Regions from separate parts of the Mus musculus genome. Here all the other regions are linked to region 6. Evidence: chromatin contacts called from public Hi-C and HiChIP or PLAC-seq data. All regions are on one chromosome and are shown on one strand. Each heading gives the region's core, a stretch centred on a gene start, on an enhancer-like site or on the middle of the called end of the contact. The rest is flanking DNA. Distances are from core to core; before and after follow the strand shown. Region 1 holds the start of Stox2 (storkhead box 2). Region 2 holds the start of Rwdd4a (RWD domain containing 4A). Region 3 has its middle 49 kb from the start of Gm39171. Region 4 holds the start of Cdkn2aip (CDKN2A interacting protein). Region 5 holds the start of Wwc2 (WW, C2 and coiled-coil domain containing 2). Region 6 holds the start of Slc25a4 (solute carrier family 25 (mitochondrial carrier, adenine nucleotide translocator), member 4). Region 7 overlaps Gm31692 (a long non-coding RNA gene).

Region 1 (3,263 bases), core at 444-2,943, 1.1 Mb after region 6:
GCCTGCTGTGGATCTTACAGAGGTACAAAATGGTGGATGGGAGCTAATTTTTCCCTGCTCTCCCCATACATAACTCGGCACATCCATCACCGCAGGTCCTCCTCTACCCCAAACCCTCAACTAGCCGCGGCGCAGCAATCACAGGCGGCGGCTGAACCGTGCTTTACCAACCTGATGTCATGTAGCCCCTAGAAGCCTGGGGCGCGAAGGCCGCGGGGAAGCGCTTGTGCAGGCGGTAGTCCTTCTCGCTGCGGGACCTCATGCGGTCCGAGGCCCGGTCCGAGAAATCCGAGCTAGGCCAGGCTCGCCGCAAGGTTGTGCTCCGGGTCTTCTTCATGGTGGGAAAGGGCGACCCTGGTGCCCCGATAGTAGGGCCTCAGCGCCAGGGCGCAGCGCGCTGCTTCATCCGTCTACCGAGGCCACGACCCGGGAGGACTCTGCGCACATTTTTTCCCCCAGCCCCTCTTCTCGTCGGTGTCTACACCGCCGGCGGCAGGTCCGGCCCTCCCCACGCCCCCCCACACCCCCACGGAGAAGGCTCGGATTTTACACTCGTCCCACAATGCATTCCACTTCATTTGCAATCCGCCGGGCTTCCAGCTTCCAGATTCCTGAGGGGGAAGGCACGTTGGGAGGCTCGGCGGCCGGGAGGGGGCGGCCCGGGTGGGGGCGCCGAGACTTGCAGCGTGGAAGCAATGGGAGCGCAGACAATGGCCCGATTCAGCGCAGGAGTGCTTAGCCAACTGTGCGCCACAGCACAAAAGACCCAAACAAATGAGGAAGCCGAGGCCTCCGGGGGCCGACCCGGGATCGCACGCCCCGGCAGCTTGACCGGTGGGCGGCAGCCCCAACCGCACTAGGAGGCTTCAGCGCGAGGCGTGGGGATGACAGCGTCCGAGTCGCGTCCCCCTGGACCTCCCAGCCGCGAGGGCCGCAGTCCCCGGCGCCCGCTGTCTCTGCTTCTCTCTCGCAGTCCTCGGGAGGCAGTCTTCATTCCAGAGGCTCGAACGGGGGGCGCACGGGAGCACCGGGACCGCCGCTGCGACAACGCAGGAAGAGCCCCGTTGGGTGCTGGCGACCGCGGCGCGCCGTCAGGCTTCCTCCTTCCGAGGCTGGCGGGGGCGCGGGAGGGTGGGGGCGCGTGCCGACACGCGTGGGTCCCCCGCCGCAGGCATACTCTTACTCACGGGCCGCGGTGGCTGCGGAGCCCGGCGATCGGCCCCCGCGCGAGGCCATCGCGGCTCGGGGACTAGCGCGTTGCGCTCTGGCACCGCCGAAAGCGGGACGGCTACCCAGTGTCATGCTAATCTCGGGGCAGCGCGGAGGCTCGGCGTAGATCCCCGCAGCAAAGCCCCAGCGGCGACGGCGACGGCGGCGGCGGCGGCGGCGGCGCGGGGCCTGGGCCCTGCGGATGACACCGCGCGGATCGTTCCACGTCTTTCCGATGGTCCCTCCCCCTCGCTCCGAGGGCTAGCCTTCGTGGGAACGCGCTGATCTGCGGCGCCCGGCCTGGTCCACCTGCGCCCAGCCGGAGACGCGGGGCGCCGCGAACGCGCGGGGACGCCAGGCCCACGCCGACTGCCACGCGCCAACGGCCTGCGCCCTCTGCGATCCTGAGTGGAAGTCACTCCCCAATGGCCTGGTTGCGCTGGCGGGCCCGGGGCCTCTGCACCGCCGGGCCCTGCACAGCTGCTTATGGTCCAAGCACCAATCGCTGCAGGACAGCGGTGCGCGCGGAGGAGGGGGCGCGGGCCAGACGCGAGGTCACGCCGAGTTAAAGGCGCCCGGCCTGGCCGCCAGCCCCGCCACGCGCCGCCACTCCCATTCTTATCCACCACTCTCACCTCCCCATTTGGGTTGCCAAAAATGCGTTTTGAGCTCTAAACAAGGAGAATAAACTTGATTGCCTCTGGAGGTGATCTGTCATTTCCCGTTTGAGCTGGGTGGTTTTTTTTTTTTTTTTTCTTTCTTTCTTTCTTTTTTTTTTTTTTCCTTTTCTTTAATGCATCTGTGACAACGAGACGTTCCCAATCATTTTTAAAGGTGGCATTCCACGCTGATGGGTGACAAGATGCAGAGCCAGCAATAGGAAGCCTTCATGGAAACGTGTATTCAGCAGTCGGAGGGCCCTAAAGGGTTAAGATTCAGGAAGCTCTGGCAAGACATCCAGGAGGCAGAAAGGCAATGAGATCTAGAAGGGAGGCCATCATCCATCTCCAGTATGTGGCTTGGTAATACATAGCCAGAACAACCTCTCTGTGGATACCAAGGGGGTGGGGATAAAAAGCCACAAGTCGCATATAAAACCTATAACTACATCAAGCAATATTAATTACTAACTACAAACCTATTAGCTAAATGTTTAGCGACCTCCTTTTAGATTCAAGACAAGCCTTTAAAAGGTACCCTTTGCTAAAATGGCAAGGAACAGAAAGACGACTGGTTTAGAAGATCAATGTGTAAAGGGCCATAGAGGTGAATTTTTTGTTAATGTTTTCACGAATGGGCGTTACTGACATTCAGGTATCTCAAATCAACAAAACATCAGTTCTCAAGACACCAAAATGGTCACACAAATTTTTGCAGTAATTATGACTTAAGAGGGATTGTGATCATGTGACAACTTTGGTATTCATTCACTGAGCAGATTAAATAGGCAACATACCAAATATGGTCCCATGCAATGAATGGTCCAGCAGAAAAGAAATGCAGGAAGCTGAGTTAAAGCCAAAAGTTGTGCCACATTTTATAAAGATGCATTAACCTCTGTGAGGCATGCCAGTAGCTGGGGCCTAGAGCATGAAGAGCCCCTCAAAGAGTGAAGGGATTGGTGTCCAGGGCCATGGGAACAAGTGCGACGGTCCTGAAGTCTAAACCAGTCTTGGTTTCTGTTGGAAGAAATGCAAGAAGGCCAGTATGGCTGGAGTCAGAGCTGAACAGGAAAGCCGTGGGCGGTGAGGTCAGAGAGAGGGAGCGTAGATCATGCAGGGACTTGCTAGCCATGTTCAAAGTTTTATTTCCTACTCTTGATGGACTGGGGGCCACAGAAGAACTCAAAGCAAAAATACAGCCATAATTTTATAATTTCTATATAGAAGGAGTTTAGAGGGTATAATATAAGGCAGGGGCTAGTTGGTAATTACATGTAATATGTTTTTAAAAAATGATCATGTTCACACTGTGAAAGGATGAGTGGGGCTGGTATACATTTGAAGAGGAGAGCTACATCTGGTCTCAGTCGCTTGTGACAACAGACCTTGCAG
Region 2 (3,193 bases), core at 174-2,673, 1.3 Mb after region 6:
TTTTAAAATTAGCACCACCTGAGAGGTATACAGCATGAATCAAAGAAAAAAAAAGTCAAAATTTCCAGCAGTTATGTTAGAAGGGAAAAGAGAAGTTGGCTCAGAAAGCACTCCTGAAAACCCATCATTGGAGAGGCAGAGGCAGGGGGCAGTTTCAGGCCAGCCAGGGCTATGGAGATATCAAAGACAGCCTCCCAACTCCCCCCCAAAAGAAAAAGAAAGATGTGGGATTTTAGATATATTCTATTTTAGCCAACAATATTTTCCAAACATCATTATAAGTTATCGATGAACTTGTAAAAACCTATTTGTGCATTGTCTTCAAGCCTGTGCGTATTTTATAGGAACTGCACACCCTCCGTTAAACTAGCAGATTTCAAGTGCTCTCTAGCCTTCCCTTAGTTACTGGCTCTCACAGCTGACAGTGTAAATCTTTTCCAACAACGTCATGAAAACTACACCAGCAATCCCGGCTTTATTCTACCTTACAAGCTTGGACACTTGCAATGGTCCTGACTATGCTGTAGGAAAATTTAAAAAGGAACGGAACAGGACAAGTGTTGACTGAATAGATTTCAGTGACACACAGGAAAGAAATCGCTTCCTGATTTCCCGGAAAATAATGGAGAAACCAAGCAAACCATTGACAGAGAGGGAACATGGAGAAGTACAAAGTTAAGTCCTCAGCACCAGATCACCTCGTCAGTGCAATCTATCATAGAAGAGAAACAAGCTAACCCAATCAGAGTATCTACTAAAGAAGACGGCTATCAATAAACAGGTGGTTTGGGATGCAAGTCACCGGCTAACAAGCAAGGATTCAGAGACATCCGATTGCAAAACGCTCAAATGAAGAACCAAAGGGCTGTCCCTAGGATCTCAGCATTAGGCTCTAGTAGCTGCCACTGGGCAAGGAGAATAACCTCAAAGTCCTAGAAACTGACATTATTTTCCTCCACCACTCCCACCTCTCTGGCAATAATTCTTTGCAGGGGAAGGAGAAACGCCAAGATTGCATCGGTGGACGCCAAGGGGAAACGCAGGCCACCAAGCCAGCCGGGATAGCCTGGCCTGGAAGGTCTCTGGGCCCAACTCACCCTGGCCGCACGCCCTGGACCCGCTGCAGCTGCGGCGAGTCGCCGTCAGCCCCGAAAGAGGCAAGAGAGCCAGGCAGGGGCGTCTAGGAATGCGGCCACCGACAAGCAACAGCCCCAGCCGCAGACCGGGCGACAGAAGGCGACACTTCCTTTTCCCCGCCTCCGCTGGCACAGGAAGCACTTCCTGGGCTTGAGTGACAGCACTCCACACCAGTCCTGGAATAGAACGGGTTTCCTTGTTAGGAAGGTGTTCCATTTCCTAGAGGAGAAAGAGTTGGGGGCGGAAAGAGAAGGAGCCAATAGGAGACGCGATCGTGAGAAGGGGCGGGGCTTCCTCGGTACCGCCCATCAGTAACTGGTCAGAGGTCTAGGTGTCCCTTAACGTGATCCCGGTTCCCGATCACACATAACGCGATCCTGGGTTCCCGGCCCACAATCGACTGCCGGTGGCTTGGTGCTGCCGAGGATCTGGAGCGCACGAGGTCGTACCCACGGCTGCGAGGAGGATTTCTCTAGACCGAGGCGCGGAAACGGGGTGCCCCGGCCTCCCGCCCGCTGCCCGCCCGTTCATCGCGGTAGCGAACGCCGTGCGCCCGGCACGATGGGTGCCAACGAGGACCAAGAGGTGAGAACCCAGGACTAGACACCCCTGTCCCGGCGCAGGTCACGACGTGGAGCACCCAGACTTCGCACGTGTCCTTTGCTCTGAGAACCTTCTTCGCCTGTCCGGATGTCCCACGTTGGTGGTTCCCCTGCCAGATAGCACTGGGCAACCTTATGGCCAGCAAGCACGAATGGGTTACGTGAGACTCAGCCTCCCGCTTCCCTCATTTGTCATTTTTGTATTTAGGTCTTCCTAGATTTCCTTGGTAAGATGAGTGTCCTTGGTCCACGACCCTAGAGCACTTGGCCGTCCTTAAATCCCTTGTGTGGCTTAGCGCTTGTGTGTCGAGTTATTCTGTCTTCAAATCTGAACGCCTTTAAATTTGAAAACTTGTGGTCTCGTGGAAAGGGTCGATCGAGTAAGTAAAATCTCTACAGAAAAATGAATGACCCTGGTGTTTCGGTTTCTGTCCATAATGCTCAGTGAAGTCACTCCTCAGTCTGTTGTTGAGGGATATACAATATTTTTGAGCATCCTCATGTCAATCAGAATTTTGTAGTTTGTGTTTTGGTTTTTGTTGTTGTTGTTATTGGTGGTGGTGGTTTGTTTGCTTTGCAAAATATCAAAGTCGGAAGGAATAGGTCCTATAAATCACCTGTCATTGAACTTTCCAACTCTGTAATGTGTCCAGATGAAAAAGGAAAAAGAGCACCCTAGCTTGGTGAACGTGGTAGAGTAAGGATTAGAAGATAAATCCCACCTGGCGGTAGTGGTGTACGCCTTTAATCCCAGTGTTAGGGTGGCAGAGGCAGGCTGATGTCAGAGTTTGAGACTAGCCTGGTGTTCCAAAAATGCCTTCTCAAACAAAGAAGACAAATCTTATGTAGCAGTAGACTCCTTGTGTAGTAGTAGATACATAGTAATTTGTTGTTTGTTTTGAATATGTTGCTTAAAAATTAACATTTGACAATGTGGGTGTTAATAGAATCTAGACTACAAATACTCCATACAGGAACCCCACATTCACAAGGTAATTGGTATCTGAATATCCTGCTAAAATATTCTTACCAGTTCAATGAATCCAAAGCATTAATAAATCCAGGTGAGGGAGACTAGAGAGGAAGGGTTAGAGACTACTAGTGAGTGGTTACAGACATAAATGGAGAAGAGGAAAGTCTAATGTCATTTTACACAGTGAATGACTCGTTTTACAGTACCCTGTGCATTTCATAATAGCTAGAAGAGCTTCGAATGATTCATTGACAAATAAGTGGTTGAAAACTTGGGGTGATAGTTGTAACAGGGACACTTACCAAAGAACTGCATTGTATCCCATAAATAAATACAATTTTTAAAATAGTTTTTTTTTTTAACATATATGAGTGTTTTGCCTACATATATGTATGTGTACCACTCGGGTGTCTGGTACCCAAAGAGGCTGGAAGAGGATGTTGGATACCCGAACTGGTGTTCTAGACAGCTGGGAACCACC
Region 3 (3,215 bases), core at 110-2,609, 1.2 Mb after region 6:
TGTTTATTAAAATATACCAAAGTCCAAAGACATCCAAAACTAAAACCATTTCTGGTCCCTAGCACTTGCGGTAGAGGACACTCAATACCAAGATGATGAAAACACTCACGGATCCACAGCTGTGAGGTCTCTCAGAACTGAGTAACCACGTTCCTGAGCATGTACTTGTAGTCAGACAAACCATAGCAAACTCATCGCACCGAGGAGAGTTATCTGGCCCCTGAGGTAAGCTTATCCTACTAAAATTCCCATTGCCGTTGCATCTTGTGTTTTAATCATTTTCAGTGGGAGCCTTTGAGCTGAGAGGATCCCTGACAGTTTTATAGAGTCAACGTACAGGACATGGCCACCCCACACAGTGCCCCAAATACCCCGCTTATGTAAGTCTCTGCTTGCTCTTCCTGGAGCAGCAAACGGGCCTGTGACCTGGTTCTGCCTTTCTTCGCTCGCCCCCTAGTGGGGAGACTAAGGCTGCGACAGCAGCTCGAAGAAGAGGAAAAGAGCCTGGAGAAAGGTGTCTAGGACAGGGAGACGGGGCTGGGCTGCCACAAAACCAGAAAGGACGGATACTTAAGGCAAAACATGGTATTTTCCCAAGTTATATAGAATTTTTATTTTAAATTATGCATGCATGCTCAAAAGAAATTAGCCCTTCATCCACCTGTTGGAACTAACGAGCTAGAGCTCTCAAATTTAGACTTGACTCTTAAATGAAAGAAAAATTATATATGTTATTGCATGGGACATCACTTTTCACTCAATACACCCCCACACACACTGCCTGGCAACTAACACACATACATATGTTCTCTCTCTCTCTCACACACACACACACCAAGAAAAGATGTTTGCACCCAGACTGTGTGCACAGCAAGCCTCTCTGGTGTCACTTGAAGCCAGTGTTTTACAAAAGAAACCAACAAAGAAAACCCTTAGTGTGTTGTGTGTTCAGCCAAACTATTCTGGACACAATACCAACAAAGGGTGGGAACTCTGAGCAGCCGCCCTGCCGTAACTCCTTCTGTAGACTCTGCACCTACATTGTTCTTACAAGATGAGGCCTCTTTCTCAGATGTAGCTTATAACAAACAAAACAATCCCAGCATTGCAAATGATTGCCATGAGATCACTAACAAAAGTGTGTGCCGTTATGTGGAAATCACGAGAAGCCAAGGTGAAAGGTCATGGTTCTAACTCCGAACTTCAGTTTTCCTCCATAGCCCATAGTGTAGCCTTTCATAAGGTCACAACTTTCCCAGCTACAAAAATTAGAGACTTGAAAGCTTCCCTCAGAGTTTCTACCCTGGCTTTGATTATCTTAAAAGAAAGTGTGGGCACTATGCCTTCCATTTCCTATGGTCATGGTGCCCTCTAGTGGCTTATAGGAGCTATGACATGTGTAGGTTGTGCTTTCTTTTCTTTCCTCCTTTCCTTTCCTTTCCTTTCCTTTCCTTTCCTTTCCTTTCCTTTCCTTTCCTTTCCTTTCCTTTCCTTTCCTTTCCTTTCCTTTCCTTTCCTTTTTCCTTTCCTTTCCTCTTTTCTTTTCTTTTCTTTCTTTTCTTTTTAACCTGGGAGAACGGTAGGTACAACCTTTCAGTCAATTTGTCTAACCATGGTAACCAGGCATCTGGTCAAATATCCATCTAGATGCCACTGTGTATGTTTTAGATGAGAATAACACTCAGTTGACTCTGGGAAAAGCAGATTACTCTCTCTGATTTGGATAGATGGCCATGGGAACTCAGGCAGCAGGCACCTTTCAGAATCTCCAGCCCCGATCTCCAGCTTGTCTTCCTGTCCAGTTTGGCCCGCTCTGTATGTGCCTGTGTGTCCGGGGAGGAGAAATATGTGTAGAGGGGATGTTCTTGGGGGTAGGAGACAGGGTGCATAGCACTGAGTCTACATCCTATGTCTTTGGAGAACCGTAACAGGGAAAAGGGAGTAATAAATCAAATTACCATACATAAATGTAACAAATTATACACAAATGTAACAAATTATCATACACAAATGTATCATTCCGGGCCATCGGAAAACATTTTTTTTTCTTTTTTAGTTTTTTTTCGAGACAGGGTTTCTCTGTATACCTCTGGCTGTCCTGGAACTCACTTTGTAGACCAGGCTGGCTTCAAACTCAGAAATCCGCCTGCCTCTGCCTCCCGAGTTCTGGGATTAAAGGCGTGCGTCACCACGCCCAGCTGAAAACATTTTAATAACTACAATGACCATAAAAATCATATTAAAATAAAAATGACCCAAAATTTAGTATGTAGTTTTACTCATGTAAAAGTTTTACCTAAATGTGAAAAGTGATTTTCTATTTTACTTTTAATTTTGTATGATCTGCAGGATCAAAATTTAATTTAATCTCATAATGTAAAGTAAAAGTTTTAATGAAGATATTGACAGGTGTGATGGCTCAACAAGCCTTTAGCCCTAGATCTCTGTGAATTCAAGGCCAGCCTAGTCTGCATGGGGAGTTCCAGGCTAGCCAAGGCTACACAGTAACTACTACCCTGTCTCAATCAGTTAAAACATCAAACAGGTATTTGTATTTTACTTTTTTAAAGGATTTATTTATTTATTTATTATATGTAAGTACACTGTAGCTATCTTCAGGCACTCCAGAAGAGGGCGCCAGATCTCATTATGGATGGTTGTGAGCCATCATGTGGTTGCCGGGAATTGAACTCAGGACCTTTGGAAGAGCAGTCAGTGCTCTTAACCGCTGAGCCATCTCTCCAGCCCCTATATCTTAATTTTATGACAGCACTAGTTACAATAGCCACAGGTAAAATTAAACCAGGTAAATATTAGCAACAAATTCATAAGTATATTGTAATCATGTAATGAAGTATATTATTCAGCCACCAAATGAATGAATGAAACTTTGAATCTGCTACAACATGAACTTATCCTAAAATTATTATTTTTAAGATTTATTTTTATGTATATGAGTGGTTTGCCTGCATGTTTGTACACCATATGCATGTATGTACTCTAGATATGTACCTGGTACCTATGAAGGCCAGAAGAAGGCATCAGATTCCCTGAAACTAGAGTTATGGGTGTTTGTGAATCACCGCATAGGTACTGAGAACAGAACTTAAGTCCTCTGTAAGAACAGCAACTGCTCTTAACTACTGAGCCGTCTCTCCAGCCCCCTGAAAATATTATTCTTAATGAGATATGCTGGGTACAGAAAGATAATTACT
Region 4 (3,487 bases), core at 49-2,548, 1.5 Mb after region 6:
AGTTTTTAATATTAAATTAACAGCATCAGACATTGGACTTGAAAATCTAAAAGTTAATCAAATTCAGCACCAAAACAGACAGACAGACTCAGACAGACACACATACACACACAGTGTAGCTTTAACATTTTAACTAGATTAATACAGCATACACATTCTGGATTGTTAAAAAAAATTAGTAATGACAGCGATTCCTAATTTTATAAAGCATATTTTCTAAACTCCTATGTATGTTCACATCTATGATCTGCTAACCATTGCTACTTGATATCCCTCTTTTCTTCACCTTGGCAACCAGTTCGTCTCGTGTGGTATGGATTGGAGCATCTGTCACTTTGATGCCTTCAGCCATACTAAGAATTTTATCCATAACTTTTTGAGGGTACCTGAAAAAGAAGCAAAAGTCGCTCTCAAGAAGTGGTTTGTTTTTGTTGTTGTTATGCTTTATTTTTTTTTTTCCGAAAGTACTGGCAGCGTGAGGAATGCAGGAGTGCGCAGACTGCATTTCCTGGTCGTGATCAAAGTGTACGAACCGCGCGACAATCGAAGATGGCCCAGACGAATGCCCTAAGGGCTCGGGAGGCGGGTCTGTGCCAGGGAACCTTTAAACTCGGGGTCTCCCGGGCAGATACTGTCAGCTAAGCACCAACAACTCCATCTGCCGGGCGCATACCACCCGGACGCCCGGCAACTGTGAGGTCGGGGACAGCCCCGGACGCCCTTCCTGCTCTCCCTCCGAGGACCCACAGTGTCACACCGATTCCCGCGCTTCCCAAGCGGCCCTCCCCAGCGTCGCCGGTCCCCGCGAAAGCGCTCCCCGGCCAGCGGCAGGGGGCGTGGAGCAAAGCCCGGAAGGCTGGCTGGAGAGCGACGCTCCCTCCACTCACCGGCACCCTAGGAAGACATGGTTCGCCCAGGCCATGGAGAAGGAGACCAGCTGCTGGAGCTGCCGAGTGCGGGCTCCGCTCTCCGCGTCCGCAGTCTCGTCGGTGGCGGGGACCAGGTCCCCGGCATTGCGAAGCAGAAACTCCCGGCGGTGGCGCCAGTGTTTGTCCGTCTCGCCCTCGCAGCGCAGCGTCTCCACCCAGGCGGCTACCCGCGGGTTTTGGCTCAGGTACTCGGACACCTCCTGCGCCATGTTGGGGACCCTGCGGGACGGGGAGAGCGCAAGCGCACGGAGCCCCGGGGGCGAAGCGGCCCTGTGTCAGCGCGGCCTGCACCGGCGGCCCTCCCGAGAACGCCCCTCCAGGAGCCCAAACCCCAAACAACAGAACAAGGCGCCGACGAACCGCCCACTTCCGCCGGCCACCGCCTCGCTCCCTTTTATAACCTCGCCGCCGCCGCTGCCGCCGCGCGCACACGCGACCTTCCGGCGCGAGCGCGTCCTCCCAGGATGCTTTGCAGCGCCCAGTCGCCAGCGACTCGCTCGGCGGTCGCGCCGGCGGAGGCGGGGCCGAGGCGACTTCAGCGGCCAGCGGCCCTCCCCGCCCTCGGCGCCTAGGGGCGGCCGCTGGGGCGTTCCGCCGGCGCTTTGTGACGCCGCGCTCCGGGGGGCCGGGAGAGGGGGGCGGTGGGACAAAGCGGGCGGAGCGCGGAGACCTGGAGGCGTCCGAGTTGCCGCCCCGCCCCTCCTGCGCGTTCCGCCCTCGGACGCTCGCGGTCGCACGCGGCCAAAATAAACAAAAGCTGGCTTCCGCGCCTGCGCCCTGCCGCGAAAGCCGCTGAACCCTTGGGCCCGAGGCTCGGAAGGTCTCCGGGCGTTTGGGGACCTGCGGATGCCTTGTGGGATGGGGACAATAAAAGTACCGAGCACGGTTGTAACTTAACGACGAGCACAAGCGGCTCCTCCAGTTGGATCTAACCGGCTCTTTGAAACCAGGCCTTTGCGCTTGCGCCCCACGATCTGGCTGGGTTTCCGCGGTTTCTTAAGTTCCTGGTTCAACCCGCTTCCTCTCCCTTAACGCTTTTGGTCCCCGAACTATAAATGACCCCGTGCCAACTGGTTTTAACTGTTAATCCCGGTTGGACCAAAATGGAAATGTATCTGCTTATCTCGTCCTGGCCTCAGTCCTCAAGAGCAACTGCTTCTGCATTTGTTTTGTTTTGTTTTATGAGTTCGATTTTTTGCTTGCATGTGTGTCTGTGCTACATGTGTGGGCCTGGTGCCCTTGGAGGCAAGAGAGCAATGGCTCTCCTGGAGTTGAGTTGACCCAGGATTTTGAGCGCCCTGTGGGTGCTGGGAATTGAACCCAGCGCCCTGTGGGTGCTGGAGGTCTTCTCTAAGATCTCGTACTACTGAGCCATCTCTCCAACCCATGGATTTTTTTTTCTGGCGTGTTTATTAACATTTCCAAGTCTAGGTATGTGTCAATAAATCAAAGGATCAATGTAATAATATGAGATAGTGATAAATTATGTAATTGAATTTTCCCTCAATAGATTTTTGCGTTTTGTTGTGAAAATGCTTAAATCAGAATAATCACGCAAAAATTCAGTCATTTGGTTACTAAACTTGATAGCCATGGGCCTGTGCCCCAACACTGTTCAGCTCCAATAAGGCAATTAGAAGGGACACGTTAGTAGTGGAAAGCAGGAAAAGGCTTTCAAAGAGGCCACACTGGCAAGGAGAGACAAAGCACCCCTTTAATTCCAGCACTCTGGAGCAGAGGCAGGGGGATCTCTGTGAGTTGAGGCCAGTCTGGTCTACAGAGCTAGTTTCAGGACTCCACAAAAGAACCCCTTTCTCAACTCTCCCCCTTCTCCTAGCAGAGAGAGAGAGGCAGACAGACAGAGAGACAGAGACACAGAGACTGAGACTCACAGGCATCCATCCCATCTCAAACGAGTCTTTTGGAGCTCTGAAATGAGATTCACGTTTAAATAAAAGGCCAAGGACATGGACATTTAAGATAGGAGCCGTCAAACAGTGGCTTACCCATCAACCAGCTGCTTGCCCACTGGTATCCCGGCCTGAGGCTGCTGGGACAAGGTGGCTTAACAGTGGTTAGAACGTGAAATCTTTCTCAGGAAGACAAAGTCCCCGTTGGCTGGAACCTTTTACTTCTAAGACTTTTGGGGAAATTCTCATTTCTCCGGGGTCCATTGTCTCACTGGTCTACTGAGAGAGTGAGAAGCAAGAGTCTCTTCTAAAATAACCAAGTCAGCCCAGCTTTGTTTGAGGCCAGACTGGGTAACAAAATGAACAAGAACAGCCTGGCTACAGCTAACCTTTCAATGGCAAAGTTTTTTCTCTTTGAAGACATAGTCTTGCTGTCTCTATGATGGCCTGAAACCGGTGGTTCTTCTCAGAGTACAGTTCCGGGCCTCCTCACTTGGATTCACAGTTATATCAAAAGCCAAAAGAGTCTGAAAACAAGTATTTATTTGCAAAAGTTGAGTTCTTGATAGGAAATATATATGTATTTTGGTTTCAGTTTTTTTTTTTAAAGGTTTTTTTGAGAAAGGGTTTCTCTGTGTAGCCCTGGCT
Region 5 (3,043 bases), core at 224-2,723, 1.8 Mb after region 6:
CCACCTCACAAGTGCTGAGTTTGGACAGATGTGTGAGACCGTCCACACCCTCTAACAACTTTAATTCTAAGTGTTCCTTCTAAAAGCAAAGAGAGAGTTGAGTGAGAAACAGAAAGAACATTGGTGAGCAGTCCACCAATGTTCAGCTCCTGAACTTCTTAGATCTCTTGTTTGCTTCATTCAGCTCTCCAGGTAAGAACAAAATGCTTATATCGCTGTGCAAAAACTAGGCTAAGCTTCAAGTCTGGGCTACCCACAGCTGTGGTCAAGGTTCCCTTCCAGTCTCCGTGCCACTTCACAAGGAAAATCTGACCAGGTTTCCAGGTGAGGAACCACGGTTAGAAGCAAAACTCCAAAACAGTGGTTTGTTTTTTTAATCTTAGGGGCAAAGCTACGAAGGTCGAGCCAGGAGTGGGACCCTCTCTCCACGTTCAGACCCTAGGACATGGTTCGGGGTGCGCCCTAGGAAAAGCTTGCAGTCAGTGCCCAGGAGCTAGGTATGTAAGGCAGGAGAGATGCCACAGGTGGCCCAGATGACTAGTAATTCACCATCACTTAGGCCTCCGGGAGGCCCCGAGCTCAGCGTGCCTCAGAGGTCGAAAGGTGCCCTCTCCCTCCATCTGACCAACTTTAAACAGCACACAGGAGGTCTAGAGAGGGGTCAAGTACCCACACACACACACCCTGAGCCGGCTAACTGGACTCAGGGTGCCAACCCAGGGCACCAATCCGGCCCTTCCCTTGGGACAGGGAGTGTCTACAAGTCCCCGAGGGGTGTGGGGAAGGCAGTGGGCAATGGGGCCCAAGAAGGGGCGCCTGGCGGGCAGATACAGCCGCGCCTAGGCCGACCGTCCCGCGCCTACCCCGGAGCCCCTCGGGGGGTGCAGGGCCGGCGACGCCCCACGCCCCCGGCGCCCTCCAGGTCTCCCAGACAACAGCCACCGCAGCACTTCCCGAGGCGGGTCCCCGCACCCGGCCGGGGCCCGGCCACCCACCTGTCCCGGGGGTCGATCCAGCTGGTCCTCCTGGTGTTGTGGTCGATGTAGAAAACCTTGCCGTCGTAGTCCCTGGCCTCCTCCCAGCCCCGGGGTAGCGGCAGCTGCCCGCTCCCGGCCCTCCTAGGCATGGTCGGCGGCCTCGCCGGCGAGCGGCGCCTCCATAGGGACCGGGCGCGGGGCGCGGCGGGAACGCGGGTGCCGGCGAGGGGCGTGCGGGGCGAGGGGCACGGCGAGCTACGCGCGGGGAAGCCTCGGGGATCCCTGCTCTCAGCCCTGCCGGAGATCAGTCCACCATGTCTGCGTCGGAACAGACGAGCGAGCCCTCCTCCTCCTCCTTGCCGCCGCTGCCTCCGCCTCTTCCTCCTCCTCCCCGTCCCCCTGTGGCCGCCGAGGGTCGCGGCGCCCAGGCTGCCCCGGCCGACGCCGTCTGGGCTCGGATCCGGGAAGCTCCGCGGAGCAACGGCCCGGCGGCGACTGGCCTGCTCATTTGCATGCGATTAGCATGCGCTCCGCCCCCGGCCCGCCCCGCGCCCGCCTCATCTGCATGCACATTCCTCGCCGCCACATTCCTGAGCTTAACCCTGCAGCTGCCGGGGCGGCCGCGGCGGGACGCGGGGCTGAGCCCGGGCGGGGGAGGGGAGCGACGAGGCCAGGTGGGAGGCGGTAGGGCGGAGGAATGCACAGCTCGCTCCCTCCTCTGCAGCCCGAGATGTCCCCTCTCCGCCAGACCCTTTGGGGATTTAGAGGGCTTTCTGGATGGAAAAAGAAGCCAAAGAAAAAAAAGTCTGCAACCTTCTCAACCTCTTTCCGTCTTCTAGGGAAACCACAAGACTTTCGAGAGGAAAGGGTGGGGAATGCTGTCCTGGGAAGAAGTCCCAACAAACAGTAAGGGCACAGAACGCCCCCACCCCCCCCACCCCCCCCCCCCCACGCCGCGCCCCGTGCCTTGGCTGTTCCCGGCGGTGGGGAAGTGTGCAAAAAGCGCTGGGAGTGTGTCCGGGGCGTGTCCGGGGCCGCGGCGCCCCCGAGCCTTCTGCTCAGTCTGGCCCTCGGTGACCTCACCAGGGCCTCGCGGGCCTAAGGGAGCAAAGTAAAGGCGGGTCCCTATCCATGAGAGCTGCGACATGTCCGCCCCAGTGGCCCACGGGGCAACTCCGGCCTGATCCTTAGAAGCGACAGGGCCACCCCGCCACTGTCGCCGCCAGTCAGCCCCGCGCGGGCCCTAGGGGTCCGAATCACCGGTGCTGCCCCGCCGGGTCAGGGGGCTGCACTGGCGGGGTCAGGGCCCTGTGCATCTGGCGTCCCCTTCTGGGTTTAAATCCAAGGGACATGGCTGCGTCCACTATCCAGTCCCTTCCTTCCAACTCTCTGTCCCGGGAAGTTCTCCACCCCAGTCCCGGACCGGGGGTGGGGGGTGGGGTGGCAGAAGGGGTTAATAATCACTCGGAAGGGGGCCAAGGCGGGAGTCAGTGGCCACACTTTGCTTGATCAAGGGTCCATCTGGTATGAGGTGTAGATCTCTCACAAACATTTATTTATTTAGCTATTAAGTGCTGATCGGCCCTGGGTAGGAGCCGGATGTCAGACTCCTAAGACGACAAAGCCTTGGCAGAGTCAAGACACTAAGCTTGCAGTGTCCCTTGTCCTCAGTCTGAGAAATAGCCTTTCGTCCTCAACCTTTACAGCCTGCTGTGCATTGCCAACCTTGTCAATATTCTCCCAGGCCTCTAAGCAGATGCTTTTGAAATGGCAGATTTTAGGAAGAAAGGCCCCAGAGCTCAATCCTTCACCTCTTGGTCTGAATTCCCTTAACCAGACCTGCCAATGTAATAACTTCAGGACCTAGCATTGGGCAGGACATTTTCTGTGCCTGGGCATTTGCTGAAGTTGTGAATAGAACTAGACAGTAAGAACCAAGCTCTGAATCAAGCTTCCAGAAGGGGACTCCACGTGCCTTGAAGGGGGTTTTAAAAAAAGGAAAGGGGTTTATTCTCAATGAAACAGTTTATGCAGCTGCAGACACTTGAAATCCCCAGGAACTGGAA
Region 6 (3,183 bases), core at 41-2,540:
TGTTTTTTAATGTATCAGGAAATCAGTTACCAAGAACATACCAATAAATGTTAGTTACTTGACTAAGCTAAAAAGCAGTCCAATTTCTCGACATTATAAGGACATTTGAGCGAAATTCCCTGCAGGCTTATGGGGAATGGCAATAAAGATCCCTCCCTCAAGGGCTCTTAACATGGTGAGCAGATGACAATGTCCCTGCTTTACTCGAATGTCCCCCGAGACAAGGTTGTCTTAACAGTAGGTGTCTGAAAATTTTCAAGCAGATAATTCAAGTGATTAGTGAGTTACTACTGCCGTGGCCAATCTGTTGGAGCATTTTGTGTTATGTTTAAATGCCCAAACGGCTCTTCCCCATTGAACAGCGTTTGCCTTTGAGATGGATCAGATGATGATGGCAGGCCCCTTCAATGACCGGGGAGAAAATTATATGGGGACAAGATGGCCAAGGCGGTCTGAATTTATCCTGAATATTACTTCTGGATTTCTGCCTCAGTGTCTCCATCTGTGAATACGGGCCAAGGACGATTCCTATCTTGCAGAGGTTATAGGAAAGATGAATGAAATCAATGTCAAGTTATAGCGCAGCGCACGCGACATAGAGCGAACCCCAGTCAATGATTAATCTGATGCTTCAATTGTCAAGGGTGGATGCAGATAAGAAGGTGCAGAGGATGTGGCCAAAGGGTGAGGCCCGCCTAAGAGGCCTTAGATGGAATGTCGCTTGCTGTACCGGGCACAGGATCTGGCTCGAGGTAGACCAGCTTCGGGGTGGGTTTCCATATATAGACACCCCAACGCGGGCGCCACCCGACACCAGGAATCTGCCACTGACGCTGGACCTGTATCTGCGTAGAGGGCACCTTCCCCTTCGCCTAGGCCCCGGGCTTGCGGCCTAGCACAGATTTTTCCGCAGCGTCGCGCGCGCCCGCGCCGCAGCATCCCCGCGCCCCGCCCGCATCCCTGCGCCCTGACGCGCGCGCCCCGCCCCGCATCCCCCCAGCGCCCTGCCGCGCCCCGCTCGCGCCCCCAGCCGTCCTGACCTGCAGCAGCAGTTTGACCCTCTCGATCGGGGCGACCGCCGTCTTGGAGACGGCGGCGGCGATGCCACCTGCCAGGAAGTCCTTAAGAAAGCTCAAAGCCTGATCCCCCATGCTGAAAGCCGGGCGCACACAGCCTGCAAGGAGCCGCTCGTTTGCTCTTGCCTACGCCCGGCCAGGCACCGCCACCCCGAATCCGTCCCTGCACGACGCGAAGGGACCGCCCGCCTGACCGCAGCCCTCCTTATATCCCCGGCTCGGCGTCTCGCGAGAGGAGGAGGGACCCCGGCGAGCGCGCAGCGCGCATTGGCTGGGCTGGTCCCTGGACAGCCCCTCTCCATCCCCCTCCTTTGCAGAGGGCATTGGGGGCGAAGACGCTTCCGGGAGCTAGGGGTGGGTTGGGGGCTGTGCCTGCAGCTTGGGACGTTTAAAGGGCAAATTCATGCTATCTGTCCCAGCGAGCCGAGGGAACACCGTGTCTCTGCTGCATGTGGACCGTTGTATTTATAGCTCACGAGGGTTTAGCCTGGGGACGACCTGGGGACAGAGAGGGGGCCCCTTGATGCTTCAAGGGAAGCTCTTTTTGACCTCGATCTTGCACCACGGTGCTTTTGGCCAAGAAGGTTTCAGGCTTCCACCCCTTCCCGTTGTCAGGGCGTTTCCAACTAGAGCTCCCTGCCTGGATTCGGGCCTCTGCAGAACTCTGCGTTTCTGCAAATAAATCATACTCCTCCCAAATACATACTAACATCTTTTTAATGCCATTATTGCCTCATAGTAGAGGGCAAGCTCCTGTCTCCGACTTCTCTCCATTCAATCCTTGAACCATTCAGTCAATAGAAAATATGTATGCACCGGGCACTCTGCGCCATCAGGGAAAAAGAAAAAAAGCAGAATGCAGCGGCGCTAGGTGGATTCTCAGTTTGGCAGTGAATGTGGATGTGTGGCTTTTCTGTTAACTCGGCCTGTCACACTGACACACAGGCCGAGGACTCCTAAGGAAAAGACTCTCCTTTATTAGCTCCTAGTCTCTCTCAGCTCTTGGGATTCTCTCGTGGACAGACCTCTAAAGGGCTTGAATGCGTGCTCAGCTCTTAATGGAATCTCAACCGTATTTCGTGCAGGATGGTTCCAGTTGGCTGGCGGCTTCTTAAGGATCAGAGTCCTCAGACTTTTGGGAAGGTCGACTCCTTGGCTGTGTCTGACTCTATAACAGACAGCTTGAGGTTGGGGGAGGGGGGCCGAGGCACTGTCTAATCCCAGGAAAGTGATTGCAGTTTTTTTTTGTTGTTGTTGTTGTTGTTTTTTGTTTTTAATACATGGATGTGAGATTTCGTTACCCTCACCTCATTTAAGGCAGTTCAAATATAACTGTGCATATTTTCCATACTGCTGCCCCTTCCACAAGAATGAGTGCTATTAGGGTTTTTTTGTTGTTCTTTTCTTTTCTTCGTTTAACTTCAAGCCCCTTACTCTGTTCTTTTCCCACATTTGCTAACCTTCGTTTGGACATCGGTCAAGGCAGTTCATCTTTTTAAAAGTTTGCTGATCTATGCATATTTCATGTTAGGTGCTGACTGAGCTGCACCTGTGTGTCGCTCAGAGCCTAAAGACTTACTAGAGCAGAGGTCACTGGCGGGATGCCAGGAGCACATAGGTGATGTATTTATTTGCAGTTGGGAGAAACAAGGCTGGGACCCGTTACCATGTTGCTGGAGGTCAAAGAAGACACACGCATAGACAAACATAAAAGGCATCTCTGTGTTCCTTCACCAGATACCAACTGAGCAATCACTGTGTACCAGGAAGTGTGGCCTCTAAAGGAAACGCAAGTAGCACCTTGAGCCACCTCCAAGGACCTTTAAGTTCAGGGTTGTCCATCACAGTTTCACACAGCAATTTCCATGGACAATAAAATTTCTATATTAGTCATAATTATAATTGTGTGTCTACTCCATTTGGCTCTATAAATATTGGGAAGTAAATGAAGCCATTTCCTTTCAGTTCTGTGTTAGAGGTTGCCTACTTAATTACCTATTTGTCTTTACTTAATTACCAATTTGTTTTTACTTAATCACCTATTTGTTTTTATTTTTATTTTTCATTTATTAAGGGTTAAAGCAAAATTACAACTTTTATTTCTTTT
Region 7 (3,037 bases), core at 370-2,869, 1.5 Mb after region 6:
TGGAGGGCAGGGCTGGAGCTGATGCAGAGGCCGTGGAGGGGTGCTGGCTTCCTTCCCAGACAGCTTTCTAATAGGACTTAGGACCATCAGCCCAGGGATAACACCATCCACAATGGGCTGGGCCCTCCCCCATCAATCACTAAATAAGACAATGCCCTCCAGACTGATCTTTTGAAGGCATTTTCTCAACAGAGGCTCCCTCCTAACTGACGACTCTAGCTTGTGTCAAGTTGATATCAAACTAGCCAGTATCAAACTAGCATGGCATGGCATCCACATCCGTACCCAGTAGGGACTGAAGGATGCTGAAAGGACCTGGAGGCCAGATATGCTTTGATATGTTAAATAGGCGCCTCAGCCTTGGCCCTGATTTGAAACTTAGCAGGAAGGGACAGGGCACAGTCACAATTTGAACGGAGCAAAACCAAACTTCAACTGTGTAACTGCAGTGTCCAGTGTCTGGGAGTCACTCAAGATCTTCTGGGCTCCTCCAGGGCTTGGGCCACTTCTCTGGATCCACCCTCTGCAGCTCACGCAGCCCGTCTCCTAGGCTTTGGATAGCTCCCCTCCACTGCTGCTGCTGTTCTCGGTGGTCATCCCATGGTACTGGCATCTCCAAAACGCTGGGATCTGGTGCTGTAGTCAGACATCGACTGAACACTGAAGGCGGGTCTTCACTTCCTAATAAAAGTCTATTTTCCTGTGCTAGAAAGATGACTCAGCGGTTAAGGGCACTTATGACTCTCGCAGAGGGGCCTCTGTTTGATTCCCAGTACCCACAAGGTGGCGCACAACCATCTGCAGTATGAATACCTGAAAGAAAAAGAAATCTAAAAAACCTCTTGAAAGGTCAACTATCTTGGTGTAAGTGAAAACTATTTTGATATTACAAATAGCATTGATTGGGGGTAGACGTTGTTTTACATAAACAGAAATAAGTTTGAGGCCAACCTGGATTACTTGAGAACATATGTCAAAACAAATAAAGTACTTATACTACTGTCATATTTCTGCCCAACACTTTTTCTACTGTGTATCTTTTTATAATTAAATTTACAACGTATATATTAATTTGCATTTAAATGATGGGTAAATAAAATTCCATCATTTGAAAACAGTCCTGTCCTTGGTTATTCGGATTGGTTTTAGACTTTTTCTTAAATATAAGGGTTAAATGGCCATCTCATGCTTATCAATTTTTCTCTAGTTTTAAAAAATATTTCCTTAGTAGACGACCCTTGGGAGAAGACAACTAGGTAGGCGCTCTAATCGCCGGTGGGCTCTTCTCTTCTGCATTCCAGTTTGCACCAAAACCGATTGCTTCCCTTAGCGCCTTTTGTTTTCTCACTGTGGGATTTCCTATTTTTCTGCAGTGGCACTGACAGTCAGCACAATGGCCCCTGCGGTTCTAAGCCACAGTTCTACTTAAAAGAGAAACCCTAAATTTGCATCTGGACTTCTGCTGCGGTAAGTTACCGAAAGCTAAGTAAAGGAAACCCAGGAAAAGTGAGAGTCAGGACGCTAGCTTGTCGGAACACCTTCCCCACCTTCGGTCGAGACTGGGTCTCTTCCTGGCAAGAGGGGATACTTTGACAAAGGGAACAAAGGACAGGCTGGGCGCTTGCCCGGTCCTGTGACGAAATAGCAGGTTTCAGTCCGGCACCTTCCCGTCCCCTTCCTTTCCCATTATTACTTCGCGTGGTTTTATAAATACCCACACCCAGCTTCGTTTTCCTCAAGCACAGGACGTACACTCTTGAAGTTTTTCCTTTAGCTTTGACTCCATCGCCATGAGATTTAAACTCTGAGAAAAGTTTATAACTAGGTGGCTTAACGGGGCGCTGCGCAGGCCTTTAATCCCAGCGCTTGGGAGGGTAGAATTCAAATGGGATCTCTGAATTCAAGTGACAGCCAGGGGTACATAGAGAAACCCTGCCTCGAGAAAAAAAAAAAAAAAGACAGACTTGCCACACAAGGATGAGGGTGTCAGTTCTAGGCCCCAAAATCCACTTAAAATGTTGGACCTGACCAACACTTTATCGGATGGAAAACTGAGGCTGCCGGTCTTGCTGGCCTCACCTAGCTCCGGGCTCAGTGAAAGACCCTGTCTCACAGAGGTCTATATGGTGGAGTGTGGCAAAGCAGACCACCCAATGTCCTCTAGACACGTGCAACAGCACACATACATACACATACACCGCACATATTCATACACACACACACTGTTGAGGCAAACTGCATCTTGTGTTCTGATTTAGCAACAGATATCACGTGATATAATGTGGAGAGATAACAGTGGATATATTGTACTTGTGTTTTATAAAAAGATAAGGCAAGAAGAAATGTGTTTGGTGGCTGTGCGGTGGGGTGCCTCTGCGGGCCCATGCTGAGCCATCCCTTCCCCGTGAGGGACTAGCCACACGACAAGGGCGTTATAGTATAGAATAGAGTTTATTCAGGGCAATGGGGAAGGGAGTTGAGGAAGTAGAGTTAGAGAAAGGCAGAGAGAGAGAGAAAGGAGTAGAGGCGGGCCATGAGCACGTGGGGAGAGAGTGGAGAGGGTAATGGGGGGGGGGGGCGAGCAGGAGCAAGAGGACAGAGCAAGAAAGAGCAGCCCCTTTTATAATGAGCCAGGCACACGCAGCTGTTGCCAGGTAACTGTGGGGCGGAGCCTAGACTACACGCCCACAGTTCTTCCAAAGGACCTGAGTTTAGTTGCCAGCACCCATGTTGGGCAGCTCCACAAGCACCTGTAACTCCAGCTTCAGAGAGATCTGATGCCTGTAGACTCTGAGGGCCCCTGCTCTCATGCGCACACGCGCACACGCACACATCCACACATAATACAGATAAGAGAACCAGAGAACTGACGATACTAACACCTTTACTTTTATTCTCGCTCTGGGTACTACTTCGAGAGCACTTGTACTATAAAGTACTATATATTTTTTTGGCTTGTAGAAACCAATCAAGTAGTCAGAATTTACAGACAACGAAAACTAATAAAAGAGTAAAAGAGGGCATCATTGACTTATGG

The links. A called contact is a pair of places that touch in the nucleus more often than the background predicts. HiChIP or PLAC-seq counts read pairs in DNA pulled down with a chosen protein or histone mark.
Region 1: a contact with region 6 is called in an H3K27ac HiChIP or PLAC-seq map of cardiomyocytes, with 5 times the contacts expected there. The contact joins the promoter of Stox2 here to the promoter of Slc25a4 in region 6. A contact is called at or near these places in 2 of 39 promoter capture datasets (liver and pre-B cells) and 3 of 115 datasets of contacts at active chromatin or transcription factors (cardiomyocytes, embryonic forebrain and large pre-B cells).
Region 2: a Hi-C map of B cells shows a contact between it and region 6, with 9 read pairs. The contact joins the promoter of Rwdd4a here to the promoter of Slc25a4 in region 6. A contact is called at or near these places in 3 of 39 promoter capture datasets (the HPC-7 cell line, hippocampal neurons and pre-B cells), 2 of 484 Hi-C or Micro-C datasets (B cells and muscle stem cells), 2 of 115 datasets of contacts at active chromatin or transcription factors (astrocytes and double positive thymocytes) and 1 of 9 other capture datasets (adipose tissue).
Region 3: a contact with region 6 is called in an H3K4me3 HiChIP or PLAC-seq map of forebrain, with 9 times the contacts expected there. The contact joins the enhancer-like site here to the promoter of Slc25a4 in region 6. A contact is called at or near these places in 10 of 39 promoter capture datasets (the 3T3-L1 cell line, 3T3-L1-derived adipocytes, the HPC-7 cell line and 6 more), 1 of 15 datasets of contacts at CTCF or cohesin (large pre-B cells), 7 of 115 datasets of contacts at active chromatin or transcription factors (embryonic forebrain, embryonic limb bud, embryonic stem cells and 3 more) and 2 of 9 other capture datasets (adipose tissue and embryonic stem cells).
Region 4: a Hi-C map of CD8 T cells shows a contact between it and region 6, with 6 times the contacts expected there. The contact joins the promoter of Cdkn2aip here to the promoter of Slc25a4 in region 6. A contact is called at or near these places in 1 of 484 Hi-C or Micro-C datasets (CD8 T cells), 4 of 115 datasets of contacts at active chromatin or transcription factors (astrocytes, embryonic forebrain, pancreatic cancer cells and 1 more) and 1 of 9 other capture datasets (adipose tissue).
Region 5: a contact with region 6 is called in an H3K27ac HiChIP or PLAC-seq map of extraembryonic endoderm stem cells, with 6 times the contacts expected there. The contact joins the promoter of Wwc2 here to the promoter of Slc25a4 in region 6. A contact is called at or near these places in 4 of 39 promoter capture datasets (hippocampal neurons, liver and pre-B cells), 1 of 484 Hi-C or Micro-C datasets (uterus) and 2 of 115 datasets of contacts at active chromatin or transcription factors (extraembryonic endoderm stem cells and pancreatic cancer cells).
Region 7: a contact with region 6 is called in an H3K4me3 HiChIP or PLAC-seq map of embryonic forebrain, with 7 times the contacts expected there. The contact joins the enhancer-like site here to the promoter of Slc25a4 in region 6. A contact is called at or near these places in 3 of 39 promoter capture datasets (hippocampal neurons, liver and pre-B cells), 1 of 484 Hi-C or Micro-C datasets (the G1E-ER4 cell line) and 1 of 115 datasets of contacts at active chromatin or transcription factors (embryonic forebrain).

What each region holds. Positions count from the first base shown.
Region 1 is chr8:47,287,709-47,290,971 of GRCm38.p6, forward strand. It overlaps Stox2 (storkhead box 2), which reads right to left and starts at 1,694. Exons shown (of 4, transcript NM_001114311.1): 1 at 172-1,694. The coding sequence starts at 337.
Region 2 is chr8:47,532,222-47,535,414 of GRCm38.p6, forward strand. It overlaps Rwdd4a (RWD domain containing 4A), which reads left to right and starts at 1,424. Exons shown (of 8, transcript NM_203507.3): 1 at 1,424-1,722. The coding sequence starts at 1,699. Trappc11 (trafficking protein particle complex 11) reads right to left here and starts at 1,249. Exons shown (of 30, transcript NM_177240.3): 1 at 1,098-1,249.
Region 3 is chr8:47,370,467-47,373,681 of GRCm38.p6, forward strand. It overlaps a transcript of Stox2 not described here. Among named protein-coding and RNA genes, the nearest start is that of Gm39171, 49 kb to the left of the region's middle. Within about 2 kb of position 1,360, at least 30 of the 459 cell types and tissues checked have an H3K27ac peak or open chromatin away from gene starts, as enhancers often do. A contact at or near this core is called in adipose tissue, forebrain and hippocampal neurons, where this site is marked.
Region 4 is chr8:47,712,633-47,716,119 of GRCm38.p6, forward strand. Cdkn2aip (CDKN2A interacting protein) reads right to left here and starts at 1,299. Exons shown (of 3, transcript NM_172407.3): 1 at 888-1,299; 2 at 256-386. The coding sequence starts at 1,138.
Region 5 is chr8:47,989,071-47,992,113 of GRCm38.p6, forward strand. It overlaps Wwc2 (WW, C2 and coiled-coil domain containing 2), which reads right to left and starts at 1,474. Exons shown (of 23, transcript NM_133791.5): 1 at 996-1,474. The coding sequence starts at 1,126.
Region 6 is chr8:46,209,772-46,212,954 of GRCm38.p6, forward strand. It overlaps Slc25a4 (solute carrier family 25 (mitochondrial carrier, adenine nucleotide translocator), member 4), which reads right to left and starts at 1,291. Exons shown (of 4, transcript NM_007450.5): 1 at 1,041-1,291. The coding sequence starts at 1,151.
Region 7 is chr8:47,689,367-47,692,403 of GRCm38.p6, forward strand. Gm31692 (a long non-coding RNA gene) reads right to left here. Exons shown (of 6, transcript XR_003947547.1): 2 at 1-813. It overlaps Gm31638 (a long non-coding RNA gene), which reads left to right. Exons shown (of 3, transcript XR_378945.3): 2 at 1,374-1,467. Among named protein-coding and RNA genes, the nearest start is that of Gm31692, 4.5 kb to the right of the region's middle. Within about 2 kb of position 1,620, at least 73 of the 459 cell types and tissues checked have an H3K27ac peak or open chromatin away from gene starts, as enhancers often do. A contact at or near this core is called in the G1E-ER4 cell line, embryonic forebrain and liver, where this site is marked.